5 separate regions of the Mus musculus genome follow, and all the other regions are linked to region 3. The links are chromatin contacts, called in public Hi-C, capture Hi-C and promoter capture Hi-C maps. All regions are on one chromosome and are shown on one strand. Each heading gives the region's core, a stretch centred on a gene start, on an enhancer-like site or on the middle of the called end of the contact. The rest is flanking DNA. Distances are from core to core; before and after follow the strand shown. Region 1 has its middle 21 kb from the start of Numa1. Region 2 holds the start of Clpb (ClpB caseinolytic peptidase B). Region 3 holds the start of C2cd3 (C2 calcium-dependent domain containing 3). Region 4 holds the start of Pde2a (phosphodiesterase 2A, cGMP-stimulated). Region 5 holds the start of Uvrag (UV radiation resistance associated gene).

Evidence for each region. Promoter capture Hi-C pulls out the DNA fragments that hold promoters and counts their contacts. A called contact is a pair of places that touch in the nucleus more often than the background predicts. Capture Hi-C pulls out chosen DNA fragments and counts their contacts.
Region 1: a Hi-C map of B cells shows a contact between it and region 3, with 5 read pairs. The contact joins the enhancer-like site here to the promoter of C2cd3 in region 3. A contact is called at or near these places in 2 of 39 promoter capture datasets (liver and pre-B cells) and 1 of 484 Hi-C or Micro-C datasets (B cells).
Region 2: a Hi-C map of B cells shows a contact between it and region 3, with 8 read pairs. The contact joins the promoter of Clpb here to the promoter of C2cd3 in region 3. A contact is called at or near these places in 2 of 39 promoter capture datasets (liver and pre-B cells), 1 of 484 Hi-C or Micro-C datasets (B cells) and 2 of 9 other capture datasets (adipose tissue and liver).
Region 4: a contact with region 3 is called in a capture Hi-C map of macrophages, with 4 times the contacts expected there. The contact joins the promoter of Pde2a here to the promoter of C2cd3 in region 3. A contact is called at or near these places in 1 of 39 promoter capture datasets (pre-B cells) and 1 of 9 other capture datasets (macrophages).
Region 5: a contact with region 3 is called in a promoter capture Hi-C map of pre-B cells, with 3 times the contacts expected there. The contact joins the promoter of Uvrag here to the promoter of C2cd3 in region 3. A contact is called at or near these places in 2 of 39 promoter capture datasets (liver and pre-B cells), 1 of 484 Hi-C or Micro-C datasets (B cells) and 1 of 9 other capture datasets (adipose tissue).

Annotation. Positions count from the first base shown.
Region 1 is chr7:101,947,759-101,950,485 of GRCm38.p6, forward strand. It overlaps a transcript of Numa1 not described here. Among named protein-coding and RNA genes, the nearest start is that of Numa1, 21 kb to the right of the region's middle. Within about 2 kb of position 1,398, at least 40 of the 459 cell types and tissues checked have an H3K27ac peak or open chromatin away from gene starts, as enhancers often do. A contact at or near this core is called in B cells, where this site is marked.
Region 2 is chr7:101,662,384-101,665,083 of GRCm38.p6, forward strand. It overlaps Clpb (ClpB caseinolytic peptidase B), which reads left to right and starts at 1,368. Exons shown (of 16, transcript NM_009191.4): 1 at 1,368-1,830. The coding sequence starts at 1,428.
Region 3 is chr7:100,370,931-100,373,630 of GRCm38.p6, forward strand. C2cd3 (C2 calcium-dependent domain containing 3) reads left to right here and starts at 1,303. Exons shown (of 33, transcript NM_001017985.3): 1 at 1,303-1,566. The coding sequence starts at 1,512. It overlaps Ppme1 (protein phosphatase methylesterase 1), which reads right to left and starts at 966. Exons shown (of 14, transcript NM_028292.2): 1 at 793-966. The coding sequence starts at 893.
Region 4 is chr7:101,449,978-101,452,677 of GRCm38.p6, forward strand. It overlaps Pde2a (phosphodiesterase 2A, cGMP-stimulated), which reads left to right and starts at 1,275. Exons shown (of 30, transcript NM_001143849.2): 1 at 1,275-1,491. The coding sequence starts at 1,375.
Region 5 is chr7:99,139,795-99,142,494 of GRCm38.p6, forward strand. It overlaps Uvrag (UV radiation resistance associated gene), which reads right to left and starts at 1,350. Exons shown (of 15, transcript NM_178635.3): 1 at 1,040-1,350. The coding sequence starts at 1,156.

The DNA of each region.
Region 1 (2,727 bases), core at 148-2,647, 1.6 Mb after region 3:
CTTTTTTGCTAACAAAATCATATCCCTGGTCCTCTTCTTTTTAAAAAAATCAACCTTATTGGGGGCTGGAGAGATGTCTCAGAAGTTTAGAGTGAGCACTGGCTGTTCTTCCAAAGGACCCTGGTTCAATTCCAGGCACCGACATGGCAGCTCACAACTGTCTGTAATTCCAGTTTCAGGGAATCTGACATCCTCACACAGGTACATACCTGCAGGCAGAACACCAATGTACATATGATAAAAATAAATAATTTTAAAAAATCATCCTTATTTATCTCTAATTTATGTACAGTAAACTTCACCTAAGTTTTGATAGATATATACAGCTGGGAAAACCTGTAACACATAAGACATTTCACACTCAGAAATTTCTTCATGTTTCTTTATAGTAGATCTTTTCTTTTAAACTGGTCTTGGGAAACCACCAATCTTCTCTTTGTCAGTACAGATTGTTCTTCTAGTTTGTGTATGTGTATATATATATATATATATATATATATATATATATACACACACACACATACATACATACATATATGGCTTCTCCTGTAACATTTCTCTTTTCTTTTCTTCTTTCCTTTGAGACAGGGTTTCTCGGTGTAGTCCTGGCTGTCCTGGAACTCACTTTGTAGACCAGGCTGGCCTTGAACTCAGAAATCACCTGCCTCTGCCTTCCGAGTGCTCTTCTTTCCTTTTTTTAAGACTAAATGCTCTGTAGCCCTTGCTGACCTGGAGCATGTTATGGAGGCCAGCCTGACTTTGATATCTAATTTTAAAACATTTTTCAAAAATTCATTACAGTGTTTGTATCTGTTTGTGTAGGCACCCCTGCCACAGTAGAAGTATGGAGGTCAGATAGCAGCTTCTTAGTGCTTTCTCCTTTCACTCATAATTGGTTTCAGGGAACTGAACTCGGGTCACCCAGGCTATCTCCTGGCCTCAGACTCACTTTGAACATACTTGGATCCTTTCCCATCTGCTTCCCAGTGCTAGGACTCAGGTGTGAAGACCGCACTCTTCTTAAACTTTTTTTTTTAATTGAGTATATCAGTAATCTGTTAGAATCCGTTGCTAGGTACTATTTTGTTGTATAGCGATATCAAATTTTGTTTATCATTTACTGTGCTTTTTGTTTTGGTTTTCTTGTTACTAGGGATAGAACCTGGGGTCTCATGCTGGACACCTGAGCTTGATTGTGCCTGGCTCTTAAAACCTCTCTCTTATGCCGGGCGTGGTGGCACATGCCTTTAATCCCAGCAGAGGCAGACGGATTTCTTAGTTCGAGGCCAGCCTGGTTTACAAAGTGAGCTCCAGGACAGCCAGGGCTATATAGAGAAATCCTGTCTCGAAAAACCAAAACCAAAACCAAAACAAAAACCCCCAAACCTCTCTCTTTTACTCTGTCTCTGTTTCTCTCTTTGCTGGGGTTCAAACGCAGGGCCTTGAGCATAATAGGGAAGTACTTTACCACTGGGCAACATCCCCAGCTGATTTGCTACTGATAGACATTTAGGGTGTGTGTGTGTGTGTGTGTGTGAGTGTTGCTTTATTTTCTGAGACAGGGTTTCTCTGTGTAGCCTGGAACTCACTCTGTAGACCAGGCTGGCCTTGAACTCAGAAATCTGCCTGCCTCTGCCTCGTAAGTACTGGGGTTAAAGGTATATGCCACCACTGCCCGGTGCTTTTTGGTTGTTATGGTTAAGATTTCTTTGATCATTCATGTACAAATATTTGAATAGTCACGCCTGGCTCATTGTGGTTTTAATTCATGTTTTCCTAAACATCATTCTCTGTTTTTGTGTTTTGTGTGATTTCTTCTGTTGGATGGATTGGTGTTGTTTTAGTCCTGGGATGAGAAGTGTTTGTAATTTTACTTTACTTGTAAATTTCCAGGCCTTAAGTATTGTATAAATTTGACCAGCAGTACCCTCTTGTACACACCTGTAGTTTTGAATCGATAGAAGGAGTTGTCTTCCTACTTTGTTAGGTCAGCAAGACAAGCTTCTTTACCTTCTCATGGAAAGATTCTTTTTATATCCTAGCTTTCTGCCAAGAGTAAATTTTGAGTCTCAGCCTTTGCACACTGATCTCATTGACTTTTGTGGGCTCAGGCTACGCAACTGTCCTGGAGTGATGCACACACACCTTTAATTCTAGCACTGGTGAGACAGACTAAAGCAAATGTCAATAAGTTTGGCCAGCCTGGACTACATAGAGAGAGCCAGGCAAGCCGAGGTTATAAAAGTAAACTAGGCCTATGAGGGTACCATGTATTTCTTTTTTAAAAACTATTTTATCAGGCTGGAGAGATGGCTTAGCAGTTAGGAGCACAGAGCACTGACTGCTCTTCCAGAGCTCCTGAGTTCAATTCCCAGCAACCACATGATGGCTCACAACCATCTGTAATGGGGTCTGATGCCCTCTTCTGGTGTGTATAAAGAGAGCAGTGGTTGTGTACTCATATGCATAAAATAAATAAATAAATCTTTAAAAAAATATTTTATCTTATGTGTCTCAGTGTTTTGTCTGCATGCATGTCTGTATATGACATGTGTGCCTGTCATGTCCAGAAGAAGGACATGGAATCCAGAAGAAGACACTGGATCCCCTGGAGCTGGAGTTATAGACAATTATGGGGTCTTATGTGAGTGCTGGAATCAAACCCAGGTCCTCTGGAAGATCAGCCAACATCTCAACCATTGAACTTTAGTCCCTTTAAACTTTAAT
Region 2 (2,700 bases), core at 118-2,617, 1.3 Mb after region 3:
GGAGAAGGAAAAAGCAAAGAATAGGGCAAGTGTCATGTACTGACCTTTCTTAGGAAAATGGATGTTAGCTAGAGTGCTCCATGTACAGGTAAACGCAGGCATGAGACTTGAGTGGGACAGATGCAAACCAAGGCTTAAGACCTATTCTCAGCCAACAGGCTAATGGAAAGCCCCAAAACCTGCTTTAACAATTCAAACAAGCCAGCTAGGCACCACTGGATACCAACCAGCAAAGTACCTGGGCCTGTCAGAAGCCCTGGCAGCCCAGACAAACTGTTCCCTCGATCTAGCTCAAGAGGCTCTAATGCAAGAGCAGGAAGCATTCCGCCTACAAGGCTTTCTCTGTATCCTCTAGATCAGGAGCAACTCTATGGAAGGTACAGCTTTGAGCCAGGGTAAAACAACACCCCAGACAATCCCAAACCCAGTTTTGTAATTCTGTGAGACACAAGGGGCCAGACACAGATATATGAGTAGCTAATTGTCAGCTAACTACAGAAGGAATCAACTGAAACACAATTCATAGATTCACTATTATGTAACAAACAAGATGGCTCAACTATAAAAGACACTTGCTGCCAAACCTAAGGATCTCACACACACACACTCACACACACACACACACACACACACACATCTTTAAACACACACACACACACACACACACACAGTCTTAAAGTCTTTTGAGACAGAGTCTCTCTGGCTCATAACCCTGACTATCTTGAAACTCACTATGCAAACTAGACTTTCTCAAATTCAGAGAGATCTGCTTGCCTTTGCCTGGAATGCTGGGATTAAGGACACACACCACCTTTCCCAACACTCAACATCTTTTTGAAAAGCAATAGCAACTCAGAATAAAAGTGGGGAGGGGTACAAGTTACTTAACAGGTCTTCATCGAAAATGCAATTTTATTTAAACACTAGGGAAGTTGTTCTAGGATTCCTGTATTTTGATTTTCGATATTTTGATTTGATATTTGATATCTTACACAGTTGGGGCTGACCTAGACCAAGAATGTGATTTTGACCCAGACCTTGAATTCCCGTTCTTTCAGGTTCCCACCTTCCAAAGGCAGGGCTTAAAGTTCTGTGTTAATACAAATACGGGGCTCTGGAATCTTGAATCCTAATTGCCACGCCCCACCAGAGTTTTCCTTTTTGCCACGCCCCTCTGCCCGAACTGCATTTCCCAACATTCTTCCAGCTCCGCTGTCAGCGGTCATTGTGATGTCATTCCACAGCCCTCGGGGAAATGTAGTTTGTTTAGTCTCCAGCTAGAGAAAGATCTGGGGCTGTGGACTACCACTCCCGTGAGGTAGTGCGCAGTCCCACCTTATAAGCGGCGTCTTCGAACGCGCCGCGGCAGCCATGTTGATCGTGGCTAGCACAGGGGCCGGCACCAGCGGGTTTTAGAAGCAGGTGTCATGATGTTGTCCGCGGTGTTGAGGAGAACCACGCCAGCGCCTCGGCTCTTCCTAGGGTTAATCAAATCTCCATCTCTCCAAAGCCGGGGAGGTGCTTACGGCCGTGGCGTTGTCACCGGAGACCGCGGGGAGCCGCAGCGGTTGAGAGCTGCCGCTTGGGTGCGCCCTGGAGCATCTTCTACCTTCGTCCCCGGACGGGGGGCAGCCACCTGGGGGCGCCGTGGAGAACGCACCGAGATCCCATACCTGACTGCCGCCTCGTCGGAACGCGGTCCTAGCCCCGAAGAAACACTCCCGGGACAAGACAGCTGGAATGGGGTCCCCAACAAGACGGGTCTGGGCATGTGGGCCTTGGCCATGGCGCTGGTGGTTCAGTGCTACAGCAAGAATCCATCCAACAAGGGTGATTATGGGGTCAAACTGGGTTCAAGGGAGAGGTGGGTGGGTGGGTCATGACTCCTTTGGAAGGTTGAAGGTATTTGTAAATTTAAACCCGCATAACCTTACCTTGAAGAAACCCAGTTACCTTCTGCTGCCAGGAGCAGCAGATGGAAAACTCACTGAAGTTACATCATTTCCCATCGTAGGTCTAGCACCCTCTTTGGGATCAGTTTGTATACAAGTATAATTGGGGACATTGGACTGACTAATTACAGCCCGGTCCTTTTATGTACCAATATTATATCTTGTCCATTAGTCTTTCAAGAGGTCTCCAGGAAGCCTCAACAGCTTTAGGGACCGCCTCTACATGTTTTTCTGCGTACATAGGTCCAAGGAAGGAGGACACTTGGTTCTGGTGCTAGCCTGACCCCATGTTCCTCTCTAATCTTAGTTTCCCCACTGTCTAATGAAGGCAAGCTCTCAGTGCTCTAATATTTTGACCTTTCCTGGAGTTCAGAGTCTGTTTAGTTGCTTAGAGTTTTGCTTAGTGTCATGTTTAAGATGAGCTGGATACTGTGGAGGGTGTGTGTGTGAAGCCTTGGGGGACAGGGAGTTGGCTGAAAGTTGCTCTCTGGAGACTTACAGCAGTGGGGGAGGGAGGGAGGAGGTGGAGGTAGCTAACTCAGATTGGCTTCTTACCTCAGTTGCTTAGAGTTGAGCAGGAGCTGCAAGGGTGGCCTGGCTGAGCCCAACCTCTCAGGTTTTCAGTTGTCAGTGCCTGCCTGTCCCATGCACCCCAGACTCTGAGATTGTTGAACAAGATTGGAGACCGCCTTGACCTTCCCTTGTTTGTTTAATAAGATGGGGCCGCTTGGAAAGAAAGGACTTCTGG
Region 3 (2,700 bases), core at 53-2,552:
TTCCCTCAGGTCCCATTTGCTTGGCAAAACAAAACAATTGACAAAATCTTCTTTGGTTTTCAGATTTTACCTCTCCAGTGCTTCCATTTAACAAATCCTACTCGAAATTATTTCTCAGTCTCTGGGATATCAGTGGTCACTGTTCCAAACTCAGCTGTCTTCCTCATCACACCCCCCCTATTTCCCTAGCCTCTGGGCTCACTCCCTTGATAACAGTCCCCTAGCCATGTTCTCTGTCTTTCCTTAGGCCTATTCTCCAAGTTTTCTGATTCACCCCCTCATTCTCTGAACTTGACTCTTACACTTCTGGAAACTTTCTCTAGAACCTTCTACTCCCTAGTCTTTGCCTCAGATGTTTTCTATAACCCTCAGGTAAAAACCTTCTTACTCCTGGCTCACTTACTTGATTCCCCAAACCCGTCAACTTTTCTCTCAGTCATTCCCTATTCCCCTCAACGATGCCAGATTTCTCCTCATCTCACTGATTCACTCTTTCTCCCAGACTCATCACTTCTAGAGTTGATTCCCGTCATCCCTTAGATTATCCTTTCATTTTCTCAACCTTGTCCTTATTCCCCTTCTCCAACAATGTTATCAGTCCTCCAGTGGACTACTCCCTTAGCGCCTCACCTAGTCCCCAAATCTACCTTCTACTCTATCTAAACACCTCCAGGCCAAGGCCAGCATTTCCTCCAATTCACAGCGTCCCTTCCCGTGGCACTCTGAATGCCCAGACACCAATCTCCAATGGCCTGGGCCTGGTCTCCTGGGAGAGTGGTACAAGTCACGTACCCCATCCGCATCTTGGCTCCGCTCTGACTGCCCCCGCTGCCGGGTAGAGGAGGGCGAGAAGGTAGGCGGCCGAGGTGCATGCTTTTTTCAAGGGCCGACATCAAAGGGAGGCCGCACGTCGACAACAGTGGCCCAAGGTCCGTCCCACGATACGTGCAGTACAACCGGTCACAGCTCTCTCCTCTAACGACGCCCAGTCGCCTTTGGACAGCAACCAGCCACCGGCAGCGCCGCCTACCGCCCACTGGCTCAGTAAGCCCCGCCCCCTCGCCGCAGCGCTTCCACCGGAAGTGCGCAACAGCCTTCGCACAAAGGAAACTGGGTAACGGAGTCTGCGGATCTCTCAGACTCCTATCAGAGAACTCGACAACCCTAGCAGGAAGAGACCTCTTGAAGGCAATGCATGCTGGACAATGAAGTCCTCAAATAGTGTATCAATTTGCGCTTGCGCAGATGCAGGTGCCCTGGTCCAACTTGGCCAAGGTAGGGAAGCAAAGCATCATGGGTGTTGTAGTCCATTTGCAGGGGCTCTAATTGGCGCCTTCTTTTGGCACCGCTTTCCGGGAACTGTTGGTGAAAGAGTGTTTCTTCCTGCGTCCCAGGCTTCCCAGCGGCGCCCGTTGCCGGGGAACGCAGGCGCCGTGGGAAGGGATGGCGGGAGCGTACAGCTTAGGAGCTGGCACCTGCGTTGAATTTGTGACGAAGGGCCCAGGCTCGGGATGAAACAACGGAAAGGCCAAGGGCCTGGGGGCGGCCGTGGGCGCAAAAAGAGAGGTAACTTTATTTCTTTAAGGTTGAGAAAAGCATAAAAGGGCTAAAGAATTCTAAGGAGACTTCCACCCGCTCCGGTTAAACAAAACAAAACAAAACAAAAGAGGACGGAAGAGAGACTAACTAGGGAACCAGAAAGTTAAGAGAATTTTTTTTTTTTTTAAAGAATGGAAAGGAAGTAGCGCCTGAGGGTCGATAAATGAGGCAAGTGAGGATTAATAGATACGGATAGGAGAACAACAAAATTAAACGTGCTCTTTTTACGACAGGGATACACGTATGTGTGTTAGAGGTATTCGGAGTAGGGGGAAGGGACATAACTCTGTCCGGAAAAACCTTAGATGGTGAAAGGGTGTGTGATAGAGGACATCGTGAAACCTGTAACCCAAGCTTACTCAAAAAGCAAATAAAACCACTTATATATATATATACCCTTCTACTTCTCTGATTTTTTCCTTGGGAAGCGATTGCGCTTCATAAGAATATACTGAGATCTCATCAGGAATCAATACAAGGAGTTTTTTCAACTAAAACAGTTTGTGTCCTGTAGCATGAAGAAAAAGATCTACCATAAAGCGCAGGGATAATTCGTTGAAATGGAAACATATGTGCATATATGGACTGCTCCTCACTTAGAATGACTTGAATCCAACTTAAATCCTCTTAGTTATCCAGCTCCTATAAGGGGGCCCTATGAACCCCAGGCTGGCCTTGAACTTGATCCGCCTGCAGAAAAACTCTTGGTTTTTTTTGTTTTGTTTGTTTGTTTGTTTGTTTTGTTTTTAAGTCTTCTCTAAATCTTTCAGAAAAGGTACTGACTGAAAGGAAAGCCAGAGTTGTAACTGATCGCTTCATTTACATATTATTCATCACCTTTCTGAACTCTAGTAAGATTTGACGTTAACATTTTGAACCCAGAACCAAAGGTAGCAGCAAACCTAAAAATGTTAGTCTCTGTCCTTGACTGTATGGTCTTGACAGCAAAGACAATTTAAGAGTGAGATAAAGAGCCTGCTGTGGTGGGCTAGCCTTTAAGCCCAGTACTTGGGAGGCAGAGGCAGGCAGATCTTTGTGAGTTCAAGGCCAGCCTGGTCTACAAATCAAATCTAGGCCAGCCAGAGCGGGTTACACTGAGGA
Region 4 (2,700 bases), core at 25-2,524, 1.1 Mb after region 3:
GCTACTGGGACAGCTAGGACACTTCCAAGCCTGTGCCAGGTGCTGGGACCGTGTCCAGCACTGGGCTCAGTGACTCAACACTGGGGAAATTGCTCCCCAGGGGGAAAGGGCCCAAATGAATCACATCTATGAGGCAAGGAGCAGGGGGCTCACTGAGTCACCTTCCAAGGGCTGGGGGGAGAGGGAAGTACAGGAAGAGGGGCAGTAGCGCAGAAAGGAGAACCAGGGAAAGTCACAGTGAGGGCTGTCAGGAGTCTGTCTGTCTCACCATCATTCCAAGTTTTTGTCTTCTGGCAGCCCTGTGGGACAACTGACACCCAATGGGAAGGGGATCAAGCTAAAGTTACACTGGCAAAATCCAGGAAGACCCAAATTCACCATTTGATATAGACTCGTCCTGTGCCTTAGCCCATCTTATAGCAAGCAGAGGCTAGAAAACAGGTTGGTCCAGGCAAGGGGTTTGACCCAAGTTACACAAATGTCCCCTCATCCCTCCAGCCATCCCCTACTGGGGTCAGGGTGCACCTTTGCGATAGAACACCAGGGGGCGCAGGAGCGTCACGGCTGCTGCAAGTGCCTGAGCACAGAGGCGGCTCTGCAGAGAAATGCGCTCCCAGCTCTCGGGGTCCCACCGCGGAACTGCGGACTAGATGGCCCTGGGGCTTGCACCCTTTTCAGCCTCCTGGGACGCCGATGAAGGCCTATCTGGTAGCCTTAGGAACCCAGTGCTCTCACCCCACATTTGGGAACGGTGCGCCTGTGTGTGTCAGGGCGCACGTGTCTCCTTCACAGATCTGCTACCGCTTCAGGGCTCGTCCCATTTTGGAGCGACCTCTAAATTTCTCCCTCACTTTCCTCTACCCTCTGTACTGGAAGGAGTGAAAGGACCTCGGGGCTCCCGGACTGTGGCCGCGGCCCCTCTCCCCGCACTGCGCTGGACTCGGCCTCGGGGTTCTGGCCGGGCTACTGAAGTCCAAGTGATGGGGAGAGAATGTGGTGCGACAGTGCGCGGGACTCTGGGAGGGGCCCTACCACATAGGAGGAGTGACAATGGGATAAGCGGAAGGCAGCGAAGGCTGAGAGGCGACCGAGGAGTGGGAGCCCTCGTAGCCGACCCGCTGCAGGAGACTTGAGAGGGTGAAGGCCTGGCAGGGAGCAAGCCGGCCGGGATCGGGTGGGGTCCGATCTTTGGAAGGCGTTGAAGTGCTGTCCCCGGTAGCAGAAACGTAGGCGGGGCCTGGAGGCCTGGGGCGGGACGGGGGCGGGGGCGGGGCGGGACCAGGGCGGACCCTCGCGCGGACCGGCGAAGCTGTTGCGGACGCGCTGACCGAGTGCAGCGGGCCGGGCTGGAGGGGCGGGCGGGCGGCTGCGAGCATGGTCCTGGTGTTGCACCACATCCTCATCGCTGTTGTCCAATTCCTCAGGCGGGGCCAGCAGGTCTTCCTCAAGCCGGACGAGCCGCCGCCGCAGCCATGCGCCGACAGCCTGCAGGTAGGAGGCCCCCCCCCCCCCCATTCTGGGTAACAGGGAGAAGCGGGTGTCCAGGGAGAGCCCGGTGAGGGCCCGGTCTTCTGAAGAGCTTGCAGTCGTCTGCCCCACGGTCTACTCTCTCCTGAACCTTCCTTTAAGAGGGGACCCTTCCCTTAGTTTGGAACCCGTCTTGTACTGAATGGGACTGCAGCCATACCCAGAGGGGGTCCTTGATTCTTCGGCTCATAGTTCAAATGCCCCTCCAGATTCTGACTCTGCTTCGCATCTAGAACTCCTCCATCCCAAGCCCCGAAGTCCTAATCCTCGTTGCCCCCCTCAGCCACATTAACAGCTCTGTATAAACCCGGAGTTCCCTCCTCCCAGGTTAGTCCCACTCCCCTCTCAAACCTCTGGCTCTCTACTGTACATATCAGATTCCAGGCACACCCATATCCCCTAAGCCCCTGGCTGCAGAGAACTTTACCTCATAAGTAGGACCTCACCCCCAAACCTCTATCTTCTATTTTATAAAGTCTTACTCCCCATCCTTACTAATCATCTAGATTCTAGTCACCATCTTCCACCCAACCCAAGGGTCCAACCCCCTTTTAAAACCCAGATTCTCTCTTCTCCTCTGCCAGACTGCCCCCTCCCAGTCCTCATCTTTTACACAGACCTCCAGTCTCCTCCTGTTGCCTCCCAGCCTCTAGATGTGATAGTCCCATATCATTCTTCCAGTTCCCAAATTTCTGAGTGCATCATCCTTTGGCCCCTCTGCTGTTCTCTTGTTTAGTGTGTTGCTCCAGGCTGCCTACCTCTCCTGGTCTGTTCAGCCCTTCAGTTTCTGTAGGTCTCTATCTTTGTGCTAGGGTCTTTCTGTGACCATGCCTTCCCTACATGTCTGCCTCTACTTTGGGTCGTGGGGGAACCGGCTCAGAAGACAGGGCTGGAGCCTCTAGGACCTCCACCTGTGCCTGTGTTCTCAGGTATGGCATAGGATGGACTCAAGTCCAAGGGCTTAAACATGGAGAACGTTGCCCTCAGGGTGCCCAAAATATATGGTGGGTAGGGATCGTGAGGTGGGACACTGGTATTTATAACTTATACATGATATCTCCTTATCCCAGCTGTCCTGGTAGTGACTGGGGCAGTTGGGTTTGGGGATAGAGAGAGGGGGTAAATGTCCTTCACCTGTAGTGAGGGATGGGTGAGTCTGGGGTATATGTGCTT
Region 5 (2,700 bases), core at 100-2,599, 1.2 Mb before region 3:
TTGCTAAATTCTCTCCTACTACAGAGCCTTGCTTCTGCAGTTAACGTTGCTTCCCTACTCATCCGGCACCTCATCCGGCACCGGGTTGGGGGGGTGGGGTGCAACATTGCTCTTTCCTTTACATTCCGATGCACTCTATGCCTGGCCCTCTCTCCCATAGCCTCTGCGCTCCTAAGTGGCTCCTTCCTGTCTCTTGCAAGGATGGAAAGTTACAGAAAGGGTCTGAGGGAGCTCGTCCTGTGGACCGTGGTGGAGCAGCTGCTCTCAAGTCTAAAGCAAACTATTGCTGCTGAGCACAAGCTGGAGTCAGACTCTGTATTTGGAAATCCATCCCCACCAGAAACACTAACAGAGAGGCAGTGAGCAAGCTTGTTCCTAGAACTGAGAAACCGGGACAATAAAACCAGCTATCTCATGGAGTTGTGACGATTCAATGCTCACTTTGCACAGACCCAGCTCGGTAACCTCTCCATGACTGACAGTTTCTCCAGGTCCTCTTCAATGCTAAGGTTCCTGCAGAGTCTCCCCGAGGGACTGAGGGAGGCCAGTGGAAGATGTACTGATAGGCGGGTGTTGCCAAGAATTTTGTCAGATTCCCAAAGTCAGTGTTCTCTTGTCCTTATTACACACACACACACACACACACACACACACACACACACACACACACACGTGAGATACAAGCTATGAATATTTACTTCAAATCCTCCTTCCAGACACTCACCCGAGGGAGTGGAGTGTGCCATGAGGATCTGAGATTGGAAAGGAAACCCCAACGTCCCAAATACCTTCCTCAGGAGGAGCGGAAGGAAGCACCCGAAACGCTAAGAATAAGTGCAGAAAACCGACTCCTCGATCGGGGAGCGAAAGGGAAAGCGCGGCGGCGGCCAGCGGGGCAGGGCTCCCCGGCGCCTTCTTGGAGGGATGCGGGGGTCTGAGCGCGGGAACGGCCGGGGAGGGGGCTCCTCCTCCTGTCAGCCCTCCTCAGCCCTGCGAGCCCCGCCAACCTTCTCCGCCCCCCGGCTCGCGGCCGGCTCACCTGCTGAGACGGCAGCTCCACATGCAGGGCCCGCGCGGGGGCACCGGACGTCAGCGCGGCGGACGGGCCCGGGGGTGGCAGGGGCACCGGGCCCCCGAGCGAGGCGCAGGAGCTCATCTGGACCCCTGAGCCGCCGAGCGGCCAGGTGGGCAGTCCTCCCGCATCGGCCGCTGCCTCCCGAGCTGTGATTCGCAGAGCCCCTACAGCCTAGAAACCGGGCACCGAGAGCCCCAGCAGCTCTGCGCCCGCGCTGGCCACCGCCGCTGGCTAAGGAAGAGCCATATTACCGCAGTGCAACCCCTCCACCCGGCCCAGAGCTGGCGTGCTCATTGGTTCCGTTTCTGAGAGGGCGGGACCCGGTGGCGGCCAAGGGACGTGCTATTGGCCAGTGGGCCCGTCCGTCGTCGGCCGCAATGGCTAGGGGCGGAGGGACTCTAGGATGGCCTCAATTGCGTCTGTCAAACCCGGGCTAAACCTGGGGCGTAACTTCTCTTTGCCTCAGCCTAATTGGCCCTTTCCCTATTGAGGGGTGTGGTCTCCTAGGGAAGCCTCGTGGGCTATTGCTCTAGAGCGCTGTCAGTTGTCAGTGAAACAGGGACGGCTTCTTGATTAGGTAGAGCGCGCGCCTGGTATGTCGTGTCACGTGCAGAAGTCTGGAGAGTCACCTGATTAGTGAGAGTCAGTCCTCTAAGCCACTTCCGCCCTAACCTAGTTGCTATGGTAACAGAGCCTCCAGTGGAGGGCGGGGACCCGCTTGGCACCAGCTGAGTCGGGATGGATGGATGGTCTGACTTCCCGAAGTGTTCTCATCCACGTACAAAAAAAAAAAAAAAAAGCCACGCTTTATGACTGAGAGGGGGAGCCGCCACCGAGCCGCGATCACTGAGACCAAAGATCCATCGGGCAGTCCACCAGCTCTTCAGTGATCCACTCAGACCTGCAAGTCCACGCCCCTTCTAGCTTCTATAACTAGTAAGCTTAGCCACAAAGTGTGCCAGCCAGCCAAGAGACTGTCTCACCTCTGCTGGTGGGATGCTTATGCTCTGCCTAGAAAGCCTTTACTGCTTGTGACTAACGCTTGCTTAGCCATCGTATTTCAGCTGGGGCAGGAGTCCTTCCAAAAGACTTCTCTGAAACTCCGAATTAGGAAACTTGCCTTTACCACAGACCTGCTTATTCTATTGTGTTGTCTTTGTTTGTTTACTTGCTTTGCGCGGGGGCGGGGCGGGGGGAGGGGCGAGATTTGGCTGACCTGCCACTCACCATGTAGCTCAATCTACCTCAGCTCCCCAGGTGCTGGGACTACAGGAGTGTGCCACCACAGCAGCCTCCACTTTGTCTTTTAATAGTCATTTAACACACACAGCCTCCCCGAATTCAAACACTCATATGTGAATTCCTCAACCAAAAGACCTTGTCTGATTCGTCCCTGGATCCGCATTGCTTGCAGATAATAGAGAAATGAATATGAAGGTACAGCTCAAATGCCCTCCCTTCCCTGAAGACTTCTTTGACCATAATAGCAGCTACAGCCATTGCTTCTATAAGTAGCACTGAGTCATTTTGCAGAATATTGATTCCCCCGTCCCCATAGAGTGTGAATTTCTCCACCACCTGGACTGTTATAGCTGAAAGAACACAGTGTTCAGAGAGGCAGACAC